Regions from separate parts of the Mus musculus genome. Here region 1 is linked to region 2. The links are chromatin contacts, called in public HiChIP or PLAC-seq maps. All regions are on one chromosome and are shown on one strand. The core of a region is the stretch at or near the end of the contact, and the rest is flanking DNA. Distances in the headings are between cores, read along the strand shown.

What was found. HiChIP or PLAC-seq counts read pairs in DNA pulled down with a chosen protein or histone mark.
Region 1: a contact with region 2 is called in a CTCF HiChIP or PLAC-seq map of the NIH/3T3 cell line, with 9 read pairs. The contact joins two enhancer-like sites. A contact is called at or near these places in 1 of 15 datasets of contacts at CTCF or cohesin (the NIH/3T3 cell line), 3 of 484 Hi-C or Micro-C datasets (the STO cell line and embryonic fibroblasts), 4 of 115 datasets of contacts at active chromatin or transcription factors (embryonic fibroblasts, embryonic stem cells, fibro-adipogenic progenitors and 1 more) and 1 of 9 other capture datasets (embryonic tail).

The regions. Positions count from the first base shown.
Region 1 is chr4:95,908,374-95,912,148 of GRCm38.p6, reverse strand. The region is part of intron 14 of Fggy (FGGY carbohydrate kinase domain containing); the gene reads right to left. Among named protein-coding and RNA genes, the nearest start is that of Hook1, 57 kb to the left of the region's middle. Within about 2 kb of position 1,993, at least 13 of the 459 cell types and tissues checked have an H3K27ac peak or open chromatin away from gene starts, as enhancers often do. A contact at or near this core is called in the NIH/3T3 cell line and the STO cell line, where this site is marked.
Region 2 is chr4:95,317,998-95,321,795 of GRCm38.p6, reverse strand. No RefSeq gene overlaps it. Among named protein-coding and RNA genes, the nearest start is that of Gm32240, 110 kb to the right of the region's middle. RefSeq lists an enhancer at 3,062-3,798. Within about 2 kb of position 2,450, at least 109 of the 459 cell types and tissues checked have an H3K27ac peak or open chromatin away from gene starts, as enhancers often do. A contact at or near this core is called in the NIH/3T3 cell line and the STO cell line, where this site is marked.

The sequences.
Region 1 (3,775 bases), core at 744-3,243, 590 kb before region 2:
CACTGCACTAAAACCCATGCTTGACTCTGGCTGGACTCTGCTATTCATCCAAATAAATGTACTAAACCAATAGTATGAGGTAAATTTTGTCTCTGGGTTTTTACCCATGACACTTCTGACACTAAATGTGTGGGTCCACACTCCCCCTTGTACCAATCGACTTCCAATTCTTTAGACATCAATTAAATTCCAGCACTATCTACCCAGAGTCAGGGTCATACTTGTACTGGAAGGTTCAAGGCTGTCTCAACTTTAGTTGCAAGTCTCATGTTTCTCTATATGTCTGATGAACTACAAATCACAGGCTTCCCAATTTGCTTGAATGGATACATATAATATAGGAAATGTTTACTTACTGTTAATAATATGTTATCAGGGCTACAAATATTAGGCAGATAGAAATGCAGAAAGACAAGGATGCAGCAAGGGTCCATGCTCTCTGGGCACAGCAATCTGCATGACAAGCATGTGGTCATCAACCTAGGGTCTATCTGAATCCCATCCTTTGGAGATTTGTTAGATGAGAAAAATAGAGAGAACCTTATTCTCTATCTTGGAAAGTTAATGGAGAGCCTGAAAATTACTCATCCCCCAATCTGAAGGATCTATAGTTTTCCAGCCATTAACCTTCTCACAAGCATTCAAGAAGATACCATTTTGAAGAACTCCAAAGGTTTAAGGAGTTTGCCTTTCAGGAGCTGAAAGACAATGACAACACAATTTCTTCCCCTCTTAAAACTTGCAGTGAACACCAAGAGTTTCTGATGAAATTCAGACTTCGTAAAAATCTCAGTGTCTGAAATCTTCATGATGGAATTTGTGTCTGTTTTCAGCACTGCTGTATTCATTACCCTCCTAGTGAGCCATTCTAGAAATATTAACTTTCGGGCTATGACTGACCATGCTAAAATTGCTCCTTCCCAATTTGTACCTCTCCCAGTAATCTTTGAGGACTGTCCTTTTCTTTTAGGGCCTCCCTCTTCAAATACACTTTCTCCAAGACTTACCTTTGGCCACCCTTAATTGGCCTCAAGTGTTGAGTTTGACTCAATCCACTTCTAAATACCAGTGGCTGTACCATCACACTTTCTTAACTTCACAACACAGTGAAGTTTCTTAGCCTCCTACACAGTGTCATCTGACGTTTTATTGCTAATTGGCTTAATCTTTACTTCATTTCACGAGGTCTCTCACTTCATCTTTTTCCAGAAGCAGAAGCACTTGGCAGCCTTCTTCATGTATCACCAGTTTTTAGTAGAGTATTAAGAGTTAGCTGAGAGGATGAATTTATCAAATGTATATTTAATGTAAGGACTGTACATTTGATTGTCAAATTCTGGGGTGGAGAGGGAGGACTCTATCCCTTTTAAATGAGGAAGCTCAGGTTCAGAGCATTCACACGATTTTCCTAAATTAATAAATTACAAGCTTGCTTCAAGTCATGAGTAAAATGGGGTCCATTTCAGGAGCCCATGCTCACCAGGGAGATGTCTAGGCTGAGGCCATCACAGTTACCCTCCATGTGATGACTCTGAGACCCTGTAAAATTCTCAAAGCTTTCTTTTCCCCTGTCAAGGTCACATTTAACCATGGTCACTACATTGTGCTTATATAAAGAGAAAGGCAGATTCATTGATGTTAAGAGAAACTGCTCATGTTACTTTTTGAAACAAACTAAACAAAATTACTACCATCTGTATGACCCTGAGCAAGACCTTTCCCATTCCTTGACCTCACTTATCTGCAGAGTGAAAGCATTTGCTTAAATTATCTCTAAAATCTTGCCAGCTCTGCAGTCAGTTTTGTGGGGGTGGGGGTGGTAGGGTGGCTGTGTTTGCACTGTGTGAGCTATCATAATTAACTTTCATCCAACAAGTGTTACTCTTGAGTTTCTGAGGTTTCCCTAGTCTCATTCCAACAAAACACACATCCACTAAACTTCATGGAAACACAACATTTTATCTTGATTAATCATGGGTCATCATAGCACAGGGGAGCGACTCTATCCCTGTTAAGAAGGTTGGGGGTAGAGTCCTAATACATAGCCTGACTGGTAAGGACTGGGTCTAAATATGAATATTGAGCAATTCATCCTATTTATGTGAACGTGACTCATTTTTATCTGATTTCTAAGGCTTCTTACTAAAAACATCAGAAAGATCATAGGCTCTAAAAATGTAAACAGGCTCAATTAGTCACTTATTGTTTACTGAAACTGATATGATCCTGGTGATAAAGTGTTGCAGTGAGCTGTACAAGAAACAGTGGCCATGTCAACAATAACAGTGGTAGTAGTGGTGGCAGCTAGTATTTTATAAAGTATTTACTATGGCTAATGCTATACAAACACCCACTGATTCCTTCAGTTGAAAGATCAAGTTCTGAAACCTATTCTTAACTAAGTATTATGGACTTCAGAGAGGGCCAAGTCCATTGAATATTTTTAGTTTCATTTAATTCTTCATTCTAATATCATAAATTTTTAGTTTTTAAAAATTACTTGAGTTTTGAGAATTTCACACAATATATTGTGATCATGTTTTTTTTTCCCCCTTCCCCAAATCCTCCCAGATTTCTCTCTACTTCTGTGCCAAATCAATTTCATGTTCTTTCTCACTCTTAAAACAAAACAGAAACCAGAGAGCTGAAGAGGTGGCTTAGCAGGTAAGAGCAATGGCTGCTTCTTCAGAGGATCCAGGCTCAATCCCAGCACCCACAGCAGCTCACAACCCTCCATAATTCCAGTTCTGCAGGTTCACTGACTTATTCTGACCTCCTTGGGCACCAGGCACATACACAGATTGATACACGCAGGCAAGGCCACCATACACATAAAGTAAAAGGAAATAAATCTTAAAACCAAACCCAAAGTACAAAAACATATGGGGTCCTTTTTTGTTAGCTATTCCTGATCATGGGGCCTGCCCTGGAGCGTGGTTGATACTGGTTGATACACTCAGTATCACTCCACTGAAGAAAGCTGGTTTTCACTCTTTCAGCAATTCCTAATCGCAAACACCTTCTCTGATTCCTGGCCAGGAGCAGGGCTTTGTGTCCACTTCCCCCTTTTCCAAGCTCAGGTTTGTCTGGCTGGAGCTTATGCAGGTCTTGTGCTGCTATCTCTGCCAGTTCATACTGCACCAGCCTCATTCTATCTGAAAATACTGTCTCCTTAAAATCATTTACTCCCCCTGCCTCTGCTTCTGCATAGATCCCTGAGCCTTTAGGTCAGGGTATGATAGAGACACCCTACTTAGATCTGAGCACTCCAGAACCATTCACTCTGTTTCTATGTTAATTATCTATTGCAAGTAGAAGACTCAGATGAGGGTTAAGTGATGCACTCATCTATGGGCATAGCAACATGTCATTAAGAATCATTTTATTGCTATATTATTTAACAGAAAAATAGTACTATGTTTTGCCCTAGACTTCATGAATTATCTAGTTGTATACTCTTAACCTTATTATGTCAGATATGGGTTGTATCTCATGGAATGGGCCTTGAACTCAATAAACGTGGTTGGTTACTCCCATAACATGTTTGCCACTACTGTAATAGTGGGCAAATGTACTAGGTTGCTATTATAGCTCACAGGATTCATAGCTTGGTGCTGTTTATGATCACTTTTCTCCTCTGAGAGCATGTACAGCACTTTCCAGCACTATGAATGCTAGCCAATAGGGCTGAAGCTTCCAGTTGAGTACGAGCAAGCTTTTTTCTCCATCTTCCATATTTAGCAGTAGGATCTCAGCATTTTGTTGTAATGTAATC
Region 2 (3,798 bases), core at 1,201-3,700:
AATGCTGTTTCTAGTTGTGTTATGGTTCAGCCTTGGCACACACCTTTAATCCTTCTGGGAAGAATACAGACGTGCCCTTATTACACACCTTTAACTCCAAACAATGAAAGTAAAGTTAGTTTATAGAAGGAAGCACCCATGTTTGAAAGTAATGTCTAATAGAGTGGCAGACAAAGTGATGAATCAGAGTAAAATTTGACAGAATAGGATACACCCAACTCTCAGGAGAAGAGAGAGGAAAGGGAGACTACTTAAGAAAGAACAGCGCAGAAAAAATAAAAAAATAAAAACAAGAGTGGGCAGTCAGTTTTACCAAGAGAGCTTTACAGAGACAGATTAAAGAGTGAAAAAGCTAAACACAGGTGAAGACAGAATGAGCCAGAGAATGAACCAGAGAATGAGAAGAAGCCAATAGAGTAGAATATATTGCCAAAGTTAGTGTGAGGTTAAGTAGACAAATCCATTCAGGAGAAGCAGAGAGAGAAAGAGAGAGAGAGAGAGAGAGAGAGAGAGAGAGAGAGAGAGAGAGAGAGAGAGAGAGAGAGAGCACAATTTGAATCTGTCAGCTTGGAGAGGAGTTTGAGTCAGAACAGCTGAGTTGGATCAGCCTGGCAGAGATCAGGAAGAATATGAAGAGGTGAGTTTATTCTGAAGTAAGTCTCAGAGGCTTAAAAACAGCCCAGGCCTAGATTAGATTGTATGGAGGCTAGAAGCATCCAGGACTAGGACTAGGTTATCAGATGATGCAGTAAGCCTCATAGACAACAATTACAACAGGAGATTAACAGTTATGTTTATACATATTGCTTGCATTACAGCAGAGATGCCCTACAAAGTGGACTTCCCCTCTACCAGGAAGAGTGGCCCTTGACTGTCTCCTAAATGTGTGTCATGGCTTTTCAAGTTGACCCCCCCCCCTAAAGCTCTACCACCTATAGGTGTTCAAGGCTCCACCACCTGCCTTCTCCAGCCTCCAAAGGTGTTAAATGCTAGAATCAAGTAACTGCTTGCTTCTCATCAATGCCTCTGTACTGCTAGTTTTATGTCTGTTCGACATAAGCTAGACTCATTCGGGAAGAGGGAACCTCAGCTGAGAAAATATCCCCATCAGATTGTCTTACAAATAACAGTATGGAGCCTTGTCTTTATTGATGATTAATGAGGGAGGGCTCTGCTCAGTGGAGCCAGTGCAGTCCCTGGGCTGGTGGTCCCAGGATTAAATAAAGCATGCTGAGCAAGCCACTAAGAAGCCCTCCTCCATGCTTTCGGCTTCAGTTCTTACTTCCAGGCTCTTGCCTTGTGTTCCAGTCCTGACTTTTGTTACATCTCAAGCCCAGAACAAAAGGCTAAAGTGCCTACCCAATATATCAAAGCAAACCTGGCCACCAGGCTCTCCCTATATCCCTCATCCAGTACCTGGTACAAGTTATGGCTGCCATATCCTTCCATCTAACCTAAGCCCTAGCCCTTCCCCCCAGCTGCTCTTTCCTATATAATTCAATCTTTTAGTTACCTCGACTTTTCATTTACCCTTTACCTTCTTGGCCTCTTGGTCTTGATCTCCCCTCCCCACACCTTCTCTCCATGTGGCCTGGCCCAGGTCATAACTACTCTGGAATCTCCCAGATGTCCCTGTTCCTGGCTATGTCTCCCTTTTATCTATAATAAACTTTCTCCTCTGCCATACCTAGGTGTAGTCATGTCCTTTCCCTTTTTTATTTTTTTATTTTTTATTTTTCTATTCAACTCCCTTTGACAATGGGCTGTGACATGGAACTGTAACCTTGAAATAAATTATTTCCTGCCCAAGTTACTTTCAGTTACGACATTTTATTACATCAATAGAAACCCTAACTAAGACAGCAGAGATGCCCTGCAAAGTAGACTCCCCTCCTCTCCCAGGACTCAGGCCTCTCTGCCCTTCAGTGGATAGAGAGGTCATCTATCAAATCTCATGGACAGTCTTCAGTTTGGCCTGTTCTTGTCCACCTGAGATATTGCACAGCAGTGATCTCCCTTGGAGGTATACTGCCCAGAGTGAAGCTAGCAAAATTGTCAAAAAGTTTGATGAGAGGTAGGGAGAGGGAAAAGGAGAAGGGAAGGGAGAAGCAAAGGAATTTGAGTCATATTTTCTATTGGTACTAATAGCAGAAGTCAAGCATTACTATTCCAATTACAAGGGTTGAGTGACTTGTTCAGGACACAGAGCCATCTCGAAGGGGAAGCTCAGGACAGACAGATAGATCCAGAACTCAAACTCCAGGCTTGATTGCAAGCCGAATCTCTTCATAGCACCACATTGCCAGGCTGGTGTTCTCTAAGGGCCAGGTACAGATGAAGATGGCTAGTGCTGGGAGAGTAGGCACAGTGGTCTCCCACTACAAGGAAGGGCTAGCTAGGTAGCAGGCAAGAAAGGCATCCTTGTCTACAGTGTTGACGGGGCCTTTACAGTCCAGTCAGTGCTTACTCATCCTCCAGCTGGGAAGGGATGCACTCCTCCCCCAGAGGGTCAGATAAGGGTGAGAAAGTTTCTGTAGAATTGGTCTGAAGAAGAATCGGGAACCTGGAAACACTAGCCTGATTGGTACCGTGCAAGTCTAGGCTTGGATCCCAGCCCTGCCTGTGACCCTGAGCTAGTTCATGAACTTGTCTGTTTTCAGTTTGCTGATAATCCTATCCGCCTTGACAAACTTTCCTGTCCCCTCTCTCATTCCTTTTCAGGACGGCCGTGTTGTACCCAGGAGTAATCTTTAACAAATGTGAAACTAATAAGTCAGGACTCGTACACTACTGAATTAGTTTTCAGTAAATAAACCCCATTCATTTCTCATTGAACTTGAGACTAAATCCTCCATCATTCTGTGATCTCCTGTGTCTCAAGTGACCTGTTCCCTCTCTACTTCTCTACCTCACAACCCACTTCACAGACATTCTTCCAGCCCTACTGTCTCAGAGCACCCCTCCCCCACTCAAAGAGCCTTCATGTCCCAAAGCTTTCTCCTTTGCCAGCCCCTCCTTTCTCCTGGTGAGTGCTAATCATTTGCATGTCTCAGCTTCTCCTCTGAAAAGCAAACTGCCTCACACACTATTGAAACTCAATCACTGCTTTGCAGTTTCTTGCTACTCTGTATTTTCTTTCAAAGTATGAAGCAACACTTGCAGCCATGCATCTGAGCGTGTGATTCCTTGATCATGGTTATCTCCATAAGCTGTCAATCCTTTGAGAACAAGGTGTGAGCCTCGTTTGATCCATTCTGTCTAACTTGGAGCCATTCCAGTGCCCCGTTTATATTAGTTTACAAGCTCAAGAGATGCATGGGATATTGAACACTGGTGGCTGAAGGATATGTTAAGAATATTGAGGACCTTTAGGAGATCTTTGCAGCTCTGTCCCTGCTGTTACCCCCTCAATGGATATAGTCAGACTATAGTTCTCAGAAGTGGGTACAGCTCCTCCTTCCCCCCATTAAGAAATTCTGACACGGACCCTTAGGGGTTCACTGAAAGCAGTCACTGTGCCTGTGGAGCCAAGCTGAGCAGATCAGATGGCAGACCCTAGTACCCAGGGGATCAGGAATAACCTAGCAGGGAGTTTGGAAGGTGCTGGAGAGCCAGCCCCTTGGGTCTCATCAGACTGAGCCCTCCCTGTCTCTCCCGCCCCCTGCAGAAAGCTGCTCTGCCTGGTCCAATGCCAACTGGGCTGCTGCTTGTTTTGTTGTATGTGCTGCTAGGCAACTGGCCTGTTTTTGCTTATTTACCTCCCCTGGGCCATTTCACAACACTTAGTAATAGGCCTTG